Linked DNA regions of Mus musculus: region 1 is linked to region 2. The links are chromatin contacts, called in public HiChIP or PLAC-seq maps. All regions are on one chromosome and are shown on one strand. The core of a region is the stretch at or near the end of the contact, and the rest is flanking DNA. Distances in the headings are between cores, read along the strand shown.

What was found. HiChIP or PLAC-seq counts read pairs in DNA pulled down with a chosen protein or histone mark.
Region 1: an H3K27ac HiChIP or PLAC-seq map of embryonic stem cells shows a contact between it and region 2, with 16 read pairs. The contact joins the promoter of Slc2a3 here to the promoter of Gdf3 in region 2. A contact is called at or near these places in 6 of 484 Hi-C or Micro-C datasets (B cells, CD8 T cells, the G1E-ER4 cell line and 3 more), 11 of 115 datasets of contacts at active chromatin or transcription factors (the 230-238 cell line, the SCID.adh cell line, effector CD8 T cells and 5 more) and 3 of 9 other capture datasets (adipose tissue, liver and pancreatic islet).

The regions. Positions count from the first base shown.
Region 1 is chr6:122,739,604-122,744,627 of GRCm38.p6, reverse strand. It overlaps Slc2a3 (solute carrier family 2 (facilitated glucose transporter), member 3), which reads left to right and starts at 1,883. Exons shown (of 10, transcript NM_011401.4): 1 at 1,883-2,252; 2 at 4,148-4,240; 3 at 4,635-4,795. The coding sequence starts at 2,238.
Region 2 is chr6:122,607,134-122,611,945 of GRCm38.p6, reverse strand. Gdf3 (growth differentiation factor 3) reads left to right here and starts at 1,859. Exons shown (of 2, transcript NM_008108.5): 1 at 1,859-2,250; 2 at 4,811-4,812. The coding sequence starts at 1,980.

The sequences.
Region 1 (5,024 bases), core at 634-3,133, 130 kb before region 2:
TCTAACAGCTAGTCAGCAGCTGGTCTGTGTTGCTCGAGATGAGGACTGTCTGTCTTGGACTCTGCTGCTAAGCCCACAGTAGCATGAGGCCTTGTGGCTTAAGCATCAGACGAGCTTCTGCTTTGAAGAGCATTTGTCTCAATTTGTTTAGCACTTTTTAGATTCTTGGGAATTCAGCTAAATTCCAGCTGTAATCTTTAAAAAACATACATTGCTGCAAGCATAATTTTCTCTGTTTCAGAGCTAATCTTAGGCTTTGGAGCATCTGTCTTTCCCAGATCACTAGCCCACTTCCACCCTCCCGAGTGCCTTAAAGAAAAAAAGAAAAGGAAAAGAAAAAAAGAAAAACACCTTTATATTTTATGCATTATGGGTGTTTTGCCTACGTGTATGTCTGTGCACCAAGTGTTGTACAGCACCTGGAAGGCTGGAAGGGAACCTGGTCTACAAAGCAAGTTCGAGTATAGCCAGGGCCACACAGAGAAACCCTGTTTCCAAAACAAAACAAAACAAAACAACAAAAAGAGGACAACTTTGTGGACTTGGTTTTCTCCTGACACCATGTGTGGGTCGTGGGGATGAAACTCAGGTCTCCAGACTTGGCAGCAAGTGCCTTTACCTGCTAAGCCATCTTGACAACCTTCATTATTTCTAATGTGGCTACAGGAAAATGGAATGTTGCACCAAGTGGCTTGGATTCTCTTTCTACTGGCAGGCACTGGCCTTTGGGCTTTACTATTTCTTTAGCTGCTAGATTCAGTTGCTGTGGTAATTAAACGGCGCTTCCGACTCAGTGCTTCTAGGAAAGAAAAATGACGAGAGCAAGGGGGTGCAACCTCGGGGATGATTTTCTTGCGCGGTCCGGTTCACTCCACCTCAGTTTTCTCAGCAAGCATCCGATTTGGCAAAGACCCTCCTTTAAGGAGAAAGGGACCAGGTTTGCTTCAGTTCAGTCCATCAGTCTAGATCTCTGCCCAGAAAGCTAGGGACTGAAGATGCCTTTCCTTCCTCGAGCCTATACCAAATCACTCTTCAGGGGAGGGGTCGCCTTCCCTCCCCCGCACCGGGAGTCAGAGCCTAGAGCCTCAGTGTCACACGTTTATCACGTGCTCAGCTGCTTCACTCTGGAGCTCACCTGAAATGTGCCTGCCTCCTGCAGGCCATCGCAGGCCTCTCTGTAAGCTCTCCTTTCGCGTACCCAACTTTTTAGGTTTCTTTCAGTGTGGTAGTGAAGTACTTGTCTCAAGTTTGTCTTTCGAGAGACACACAATCCCTAGGTAATAGTATGTTAGCAAACGTTTCTTATATGAGAATCAGTTACCCTAGACTGATTGTTCTGGGGGTTTAACCTAGAGCCGCGGCAAGTGCTATACCACTGCGAGACACCTCCACCCCAGCTCTTAATTTTTTCTTCCCGCTTGAGAGCTATGCACTCAGCAAAAATCTGTAAGTTGAATTAGATATTTGTTGTGTTTCTAGATGCTGTTAATCTCAAAACAGAGCTGAGAGAGGCAGAATTCACAATGGGTGGGGTGGCGTATGCTGTGGTGAGGAATTGGGGCTGTGTACTTCACTTGATCCTTCTTGGAGCCTCAAGTCAAGAAGGCTGCCTTCACACCTGGATGCGTTTTCTTGGACTGCCTCGCCTTTCCCTCCTTCAAGGCGAGTACACCCAGCCTATAATGAAAACGCATTATCAATTCTCTGCTTCCTGCTCCTTGGATGACTTTCAACTAAAAGCAGCACTGACTCTACTCTGCGTTTAGACTGATTCCATCCCGACTGCCTTCAAATTTGCCCGCCCTCCAAACTTTGTTTTAGTATTTTTTTCTGTGAAACAAAAAGGCTGTCGGCTCTTGAAAAGGGGAAGGAATTTGGAAGCGCTTTGAGGGGAAAAAAAAAAGAACCACGAGGAGGATGTGGTAAAAAGCAGGAGGGGGTGGGTGATGGTGGTTGATTGCAAAGGACAGGGGCTGGGGGTGGAGCGGTGAAGATCAGATAAGAGGTCACTGAATTCCTGGGGTCACAGGTTAAGGATTGGGGGGTGGGAGGTTGAAGGCTCCACCCCTTGCAGAGATTATAAATAGGTAGGCTGGGCTTCGGGCTGTGATGCTTTCGGTGATAGTCCTTAAGCCTTCTGAGAGCGGCTTCTGTAGGACCCGAGGAACACTTGCTGCCGAGAACATTGGCTGGATACCTCTAGATCTACCTTAAGACTTGAGAACTAGGTTGGGACCATGGGGACAACGAAGGTAAGAGCTGGTTGTTTTTATTTGCTTGTTTGGGGTCCTCACGGAGGTAGGTCGTGGTGCGGATCGCCGTGCTCCGGTTTCTCCTAAGTCACCGAGCCATCCGGACGGAGGCCTTTTCTTATCAGCTCCAGCAAGCAATTCGATACTAGTGTTAGCGTTCTAGGCATCTCCTACCTGACGAGGATCCTCTCGGACACCTTCTTAGCACGTGAAAGTCACCTCAGAAGCTGTTTGCCTCTCGGGTGTGTTTGAGGTAGCTGTGATGAGAGCGAAGAGGGTAGGACTTGGCCGCGGGGGTCTCGGAGCCAGCTGGAAGGCTTGGGAAAGGCTTAGACCTTGAGAGGACGTGGGGTTGGCTTGGGTTTGCTGTTCAGCATCCCGCTATCGGTCCTTGGGTTCCCGGTACTGTGGGGAGGGAAGTCCAGTTGTCCTTACTATGGTTGTGAGTGCAGGATGTATCGGAGTTAGTGTGGGCGGAGGGAGGAAGGCAGTATTTGTAAGGAAAAGGGCATTTCCACGAAGATTAACTTGGAAATTAAGTAAATTAAGAGACCGTGAAAAAAAAATCAGGATAAAAGAGGGGATGTCTGTAAAGAGGGTTTTACAACAAGGAAAGGGCCTTCGCCTGGAAGGGACAGCACTTAACCACCGAGAGACTGGGAGGCTGCCGGGAAGGTCAGCTCGCTGCTAGACGCTCCCAGCCTGCCACCGGGAGTGACCTTAAGAGGAACTTAAGGACAGGTGAAGAGGTTGTAGCAGGCCAAATAGGTCGGCCTCAGACTCCAGTTTTGAGATGTCCCTGCCTGCTTGAGTGATTTCCCAGCAAGGTGAGGAGATGTCTGCCTGATCCCCCCTTGCTAAAAATGGCTCCTAATAATGTGTTTAAAATGAGCAGAGGCTCTGGCCAGCTGGGCGGAGAATGGTACCATATTTAGAGAACAGGAAGACTCTCAAGAGGGCCCAGGATGTTGCTGGTGGGTTGGGTAGTCTAGAGATAAGAAAAATAAAAATCTGAGCATAGCACCTCGCACCTGTGACTCCAAACCTGAGAGGCTGAAGCAGGAGAAGTGAGGAGCTGACTTGAGGTTAGCTTGGAGTACAGAGCGTGGGACCTCCTCTCAAAGAGAGGAAGAGGAGATGAGAGAGAAACAGGTGGTGGGAGAGGAGAAAAAGGAATTCACACGGTTAGTTCCGGTGCTTGGGGGTCGGGGGGGGGGTGGTGCGGGGGGAGAAGGGGGTCACCTGCCATCTACCATGCTGGTGTGGCTGCTCCTTCCTGCTCCTGTTCTGGCCTCTACAGTCTGTGAGGCGTGGTGGACCCACATGGAGTCTGGTTCTGCCCTCTATGCTTTGAGGGGTTTGGGTCTGTTATGTTTTATGTTTTGAGACAAGATCTCACTGTAAGCCTGGACTAGCCATGAACTCACCGATAGTATTCCACAACCCTGCATTCACCGTTCCCTAGGGCAGTCAGATACCTGTGTCTATCTGGTGACGTTTTTGGTTGCCTTTTCTTTTTGAGAAATTTAGTTCAGGCGGACTTTGAACTCAGGATCCTAGGGTTCTAGGATTACAGTTGTTCACCACCCTAGTCCGGCTGGTGAAATGGTCTTGTTTTTGCTTTTCGGTTTTTTTTTTTTTTTGTTTTTGTTTTTTGAGACAGGGTCTCACTGTGTAGCCTGGCTGGCCTGGTACTAGCTATGTAGATGAGGCCAAGAGAATTGACTTAAATTCCTTTTTAGGTCTTTCTCTCCAAATGCGCCTGAAATCCTGGCATTCTAAGCAAAGGCAGGAGAAATGCCTTAAGATGGACTCCAAGCAGGCATCCTTGGGAAGGGAAAGAATGTCACTGGTCAAAGTGTGTAAGCATTTCCCCTTGTCTGCTTGCTCTCCAGGTGACCCCATCTCTGGTGTTCGCCGTGACTGTTGCCACGATCGGCTCTTTCCAGTTTGGCTACAACACTGGAGTCATCAATGCACCTGAGACAGTGAGTGTGCCGAAATGAAAAGGGATTGCAAACTGAGTTTTAAGTAGGACTGGGACTTTAAGATGCCTGGCTAAGGTGGGGGAGGGCTAGCACACTGTGGAAGAAGCTAAGGCAAGCTCTTTGCTCCTCAGGCTCTGCCCCCTCACCGAGTTGTGATCCTTTTCCTATATTATTCTTTAGGGATTCCTAAGAACGTGGGAAGTCGTGACTGGGTGGGGTGCCCCTTTGAACATCTGTGCTGCCACCTACTGGACGTTTAGGGTGATGCCCTTTTCAAAGCACGTGCCTTTCCTCCCTCCTGATCCTGGCCTCTAAGGAAGCCACCCTAGGATTTGCCTACTACTCTCATCGAGATTTAATGGTCTGTCCTCACACTGTGCATTTTTTCGTGCAGATCCTAAAGGACTTTCTTAACTACACTTTGGAAGAGCGGTTAGAAGACCTACCAAGTGAGGGACTGCTGACTGCCCTCTGGTCCTTATGTGTGGCCATCTTCTCTGTTGGTGGCATGATTGGCTCTTTTTCTGTTGGACTCTTTGTCAACCGCTTTGGCAGGTACTGAGCAGACACTGGGCCAGGAGTCTGCCTGCACTGGTTACCCGAAAGACAGCAGAGCACATCGGGTCAGGGGGATAATGCTGTGTGGGAACGTGTTGGGTTATCCTTGGGGAAAGCTAGTCCACCTGCCTAGAGAGCTGCGATGTGAGACCTTGCTCTCGGAAGTTCCCATTTTAGCTCCCAGGCTGGTTTAATTTTGCTAGAGTGAGGTCAGCAACGGAGTTCC
Region 2 (4,812 bases), core at 610-3,109:
GGAACTTGCTAGGTAGCAGAGGATAGCCTTGAACTCACGACTTGCCTGCCTATGCTGGGGCCACACCCCCCTTTCACCCTGTCGACAATTCTGTGCTTTTCCACACAAAGCTCCTTTGGGCAGTGTGAGTCCCAACCTGCGGACTTCCGACTGGGTCCCTCAACCCGTTCCTGAAGCAAATTTGTTGGTTCTAGCTTTAGTTGAGACAACATTCAGTGAGAGGAAATGAAGAATTTGATGCTGCCCAGGTGATACCGGATGGGACCAGAGCTCACCCCAGGACTGAGATCCTAGTCAAGAAGAATTTGGTTAGACACTGAAATCTAGAAGAGGAATGTAGGCTTTTTTGTTGGGTCGGTTGAGACAGGGTCTCATTTTGCAGCCTAGGCAGCCAGGAACTTCAGAGGCTTTGAGGTTCTTAACCTGTGTCCGCCTCCTAAGCAGCTGGGATTGTTGGACTGTAATCACTAGGCCTGGTTAAAAACATCTTTTTTTTTTTATGTTGGGATTTTTTTTTTTTTACAGTGTTACCCAGGATCTTGAGTATCCACCACTGAGCTACACTGCCAGTTAGTGTTTTTGTACTTAGACTATGAAGTATAAAATTATAAAAATGTATTTTTATTGTTTTTAATTTTGCATAGGTTGTGTGCCTGCATATGGGTATGTGCACATGTGTGCAGGTGCCTGCTGAGTGAGGCCAGATGCGTTCAATCCCCTGAAGACAGCTATAAGCTGCCAGATATGGGCTCTAGGAACCAAATTTGGCTCCTCTGGAAGAGCAGCAAGTGCTTTTAACCACTGAGTCCTCTCTGCATCCCAAACTAAGAGAATCATAGTGAACTGGGCGTGGCAGCACACTGACAGCTCAGTCACAGTTTTCTGGACAGTGTGGAAGGACTACCTAAACCCAGGATTCTGACTCCCCTGGGAAAGATAGCAACCCCACCCCCACTCTAAGTTAGGTCTCAATGTAGCTCAAGCTAGCTTCAAACTTGCTATATGATTGAAGTTGGTATTATATTTTTATTCTTCTATCTCTGCTTCCTGAGTACAGGGATAAGAGGTTTGTAATTAGTTCCTGCAAGACACCATTTCTGGAAGGAAGGAAGGAAGGAAGGAAGGAAGGAAGGAGGGAAGGGAAGGGAAGGGAAGGGAAGGGAAGGGAAGGGAAGGGAAGGGAAGGGAAGGGAAGGGAAGGAAGAAAGCAATCGAGAGAGAGAGAGAGAGAGAGAGAGAGAGAGAGAGAGATTGAGAGATTGATTGATTACAGGGCTAGGAGTGACCAGAGTGCTTGCCTAGCGTGTTTTCAGCCCAGAGTTCCATACCATGCATCTCATCCAATCTCATTGGGAGCGATAGGTAGACTAGATTAGAAGTTCAAACTTGGGCCAGCAAGGTGCCCCAGTGGGTAAAGGTGCTTGCCACCAAGCCTGATAATCTGAGTTCAATTCCTGGGACCCATTCGGAAGACGAGACCAACTCCTGCAAATTGACCTGGGAGCTCCGCCCCTGTACTGTGGCATGCATAACCCACTCACAGGCATAATAAACAAACAAACAAACAAACAAACAAACAAATATCTTGTTAAAAGAGAAACAAGTTGAAGGTCAATCTAGGACACAAGAGACCCCCTCTCAAAATTACACATATAATAAATTATTCTCTACTGTGCTCCCAGAAGTTATCTTATTGCCTTGCATATCACAGACACACTAATGTCTGTGTGTTGAATGAGTGTGTCTTCCTTTTCACTCACGCTGTACACTGCTGACCAACCCGCGGGGAGTAGAAGGAGAAAACACACACACACACACACACACACACACCATCTGTCTTTTCACATTGAATTGCCTCTGAGGGGCTGAGAAGAGAGCAATTCACACTTGATTAGCTCCCAGGCTCCTGAATTGAGCAGAGGAGGCTAGACCGCTGAGCTGCGCACCCCAGAGGCTGCTCTACCCTGGCTCAGACGACCATGCAGCCTTATCAACGGCTTCTGGCGCTTGGCTTCCTTCTGTTAACCCTGCCCTGGGGCCAGACATCCGAGTTTCAAGACTCTGACCTTTTGCAGTTTCTGGGATTAGAGAAAGCGCCTTCACCTCACAGGTTCCAACCTGTGCCTCGCGTCTTAAGGAAAATCATCCGGGCTCGAGAAGCCGCTGCAGCCAGTGGGGCCTCGCAGGACTTATGCTACGTGAAGGAGCTGGGTGTTCGTGGGAACCTGCTTCAGCTTCTCCCAGACCAGGGTAAGGAACCCGAGGGTTTATCAGAGAAAAATCTCAAGTGGGTGCTGTGGAGCAGGGAGGAGGATACAGATGGACACCATGGCTGGCCGGAGTCTGGCCTTGGATCTTGCACATTCTGTCTTGGTTCCAAGATCAGCCCAGAGGAAGGCACGTGTTCTTATCACCTCTCCACGCTAGTCTAACTACCGCGGTGCCGGTTTAGCAGAATTTAATTTACAGTTAACAGAGAGTGGGTTTAGACTATAGGTCAGCATTCCGAGAGCTAGACAATGTCACACCTTGGGTGAGACCGAATTCAAGGTAGGTTTTAAAAGTCAGCGGTTCCCCACCACCTCCCTTCTCTTTTCTCCTGCTTACTCTCTCCCTGTTTTTAATATGTTTTTGTGCATGCCTATCCTAAGAGTTCAGAGGTGTCAGATCCCCTGGAGCAGAAGTTACAGGAGGTTGTGAGCTGCCCAACCGCATGGCTGCTGCGAAATGAGCTCCGGTCCTCTTAAGCATGCAGCCATCTTTCTTTCTATCCCCTCTGTGTTACTTTTGTTAGATGCAAAAGCACGTCTCTTTGTGTAGCCCTGGCTGTCCTGGAACTTGCTATGTATACCTTAGAGCAAGAGCCACCTGCCTCTGCTTCCAAGTACTGAGTGCTAGGATTAAAAGCCAGCACATCTCTTGATTTTATCTATTTATATTTTATTAATTATTTTATTTCATTTTGTTTGTTTCTTCAACACAGGGTTTCTCTGTGTAGCCCTGCCTGCCCTGGGGGTCTCTTTCTAGACCAGCATGGCCTTGGATTCAAGAGACACCCCCTACCTCTGCTTCCCAGGTGCTGGGATTAAAGGCAGGCGCCATCATGCGTGACTTGACTTTTTAAAAATACAGACCAATGGTGTTAATCTAAGGCACAGTTACACTCTTATAAAATTCTGAGGGACTGCCATCCCATAGCTTTTTAAACTGACCACCAAATTGCACAAGCCACCCGTTTGATGTTTGAAAAGTAGTTTCTTCTAGCCTTAGGCTGCGGTCCTTTCTTTCCCTACTTGATTCTTATTCAAAGTTGGAGCCTCTTGGGAGAGTCCACATTCCTGCATTGGCATTCAGATGCGTAGTCTTTCTGGTAACTGTTTTTTTCCTGGCTTGGGTGGATTTTGTTTTGAGACACTATCCTGGTCTGCAGCTCTTTCTTGCAGCTCAGACTGGCCACAAGTTTTACAGCAATCCCCCTGCTGCAGTTTCCCAAGGGTTGAGATTATAAAACGAAGATGAATAAAGGATTTGTCCCTGAAGCCCTTAATGTATACTTACTGGGAGTTAGACTGGAAATGGCCTTGAGAGTGCATATATTATTAAAAGTCTACTCTGTTTCAGAGTTTCAGCTGGCCGTGGTGCACGCGTTTAATCTCAGCACTCCGGAGGCAGAGGCAGGTGGATCTCTTCGCGGCTAGCCTGGTCTACAGCCCAAGTACCAGGACAGCCAGGGCTGTTACACAGAGAAACTCTGTCTCGGAAAACCAGCACCCCTCCCCCACCCCCTCCCCCCAAAGAAAAACACTGCATGGATCTCCGAATTCAAAGCCAGCCTGGTCTATAGCCAAGGCTAGACAGAGAAACCCTGTCTTGGGGAAGGGGGTGGGGAAAGAGTTTTTAGAAGAGAATTAGTTAATAAGAAGGAAAAGTCCAAGATTGGTTTGAAGAGGAAGCTGATGCTGACCCTCCCACGTGGCGGTTGTTCCTTGTAATAAAAGGGTATCAAAGTCATGGGGCGGGGTGTGGGGGCGGAGGCAGAGCTGGAGGTATGAGGGAGGCTACTTAGGAGGTGTGTGTGTGTGTGTGTGTGTGTGTGTGTGTGTGTGTGTGTGTGTGTGTATACGTGTACGTGTATGCGCGCGTGCGCTCGTGGGTGTGATGGGAGGTGCTGGGGATTGCCTAGTGCCCCTGAAGTTCTGGGTTTGAGCTCCCGCATAGTATAAACCAGATGTATAGAAATAGATTTGCTGTCTCAGAACTTTGAAAGTAGAGGCAGGGGGATTAGAAGTTTACAGCCATTCTTTGCTATATAATGGCTAGCCTTGGTTACAAGAGACCTTGTCTTTTAAAAAACAAAAAAACCACAAACTCAGCCCCTCCAAAAATAAATAAATAAATAAACAAACAAATAAGATAAATAAATAAACCAAAAACTTGGGTGTGGGGCAATGGCTTAGTGTAGTGATTGACTTGTTTACAAGCATGAAGTTCAGCGGCCTGGTACTACATGTCCTTCTGTAACCCCAGCATTCTGGGGGCACAGACAGGCAGGTCCCTGGGGTTCACTGGCCAGCCAGTCTAGCCAAATTGGTGAACCCCAGGTCAATGAGACCTGATGTAAGAAAACCAAGGTAGACAACTCCTGAGGAGTAGCACACATCTGGACTTGAATAAGGAGAATTGGGGAATAGTCCCCCCCAGAAGGGAGTGTTTGACTGGAGCTCGGGGTCCTGCGCATTTATGCATGAGCACATGTGGTCCAAAGTAAAAATGGTTGCAATGGCTCTCAAATATTTCTTTTTGCTTCTAGGT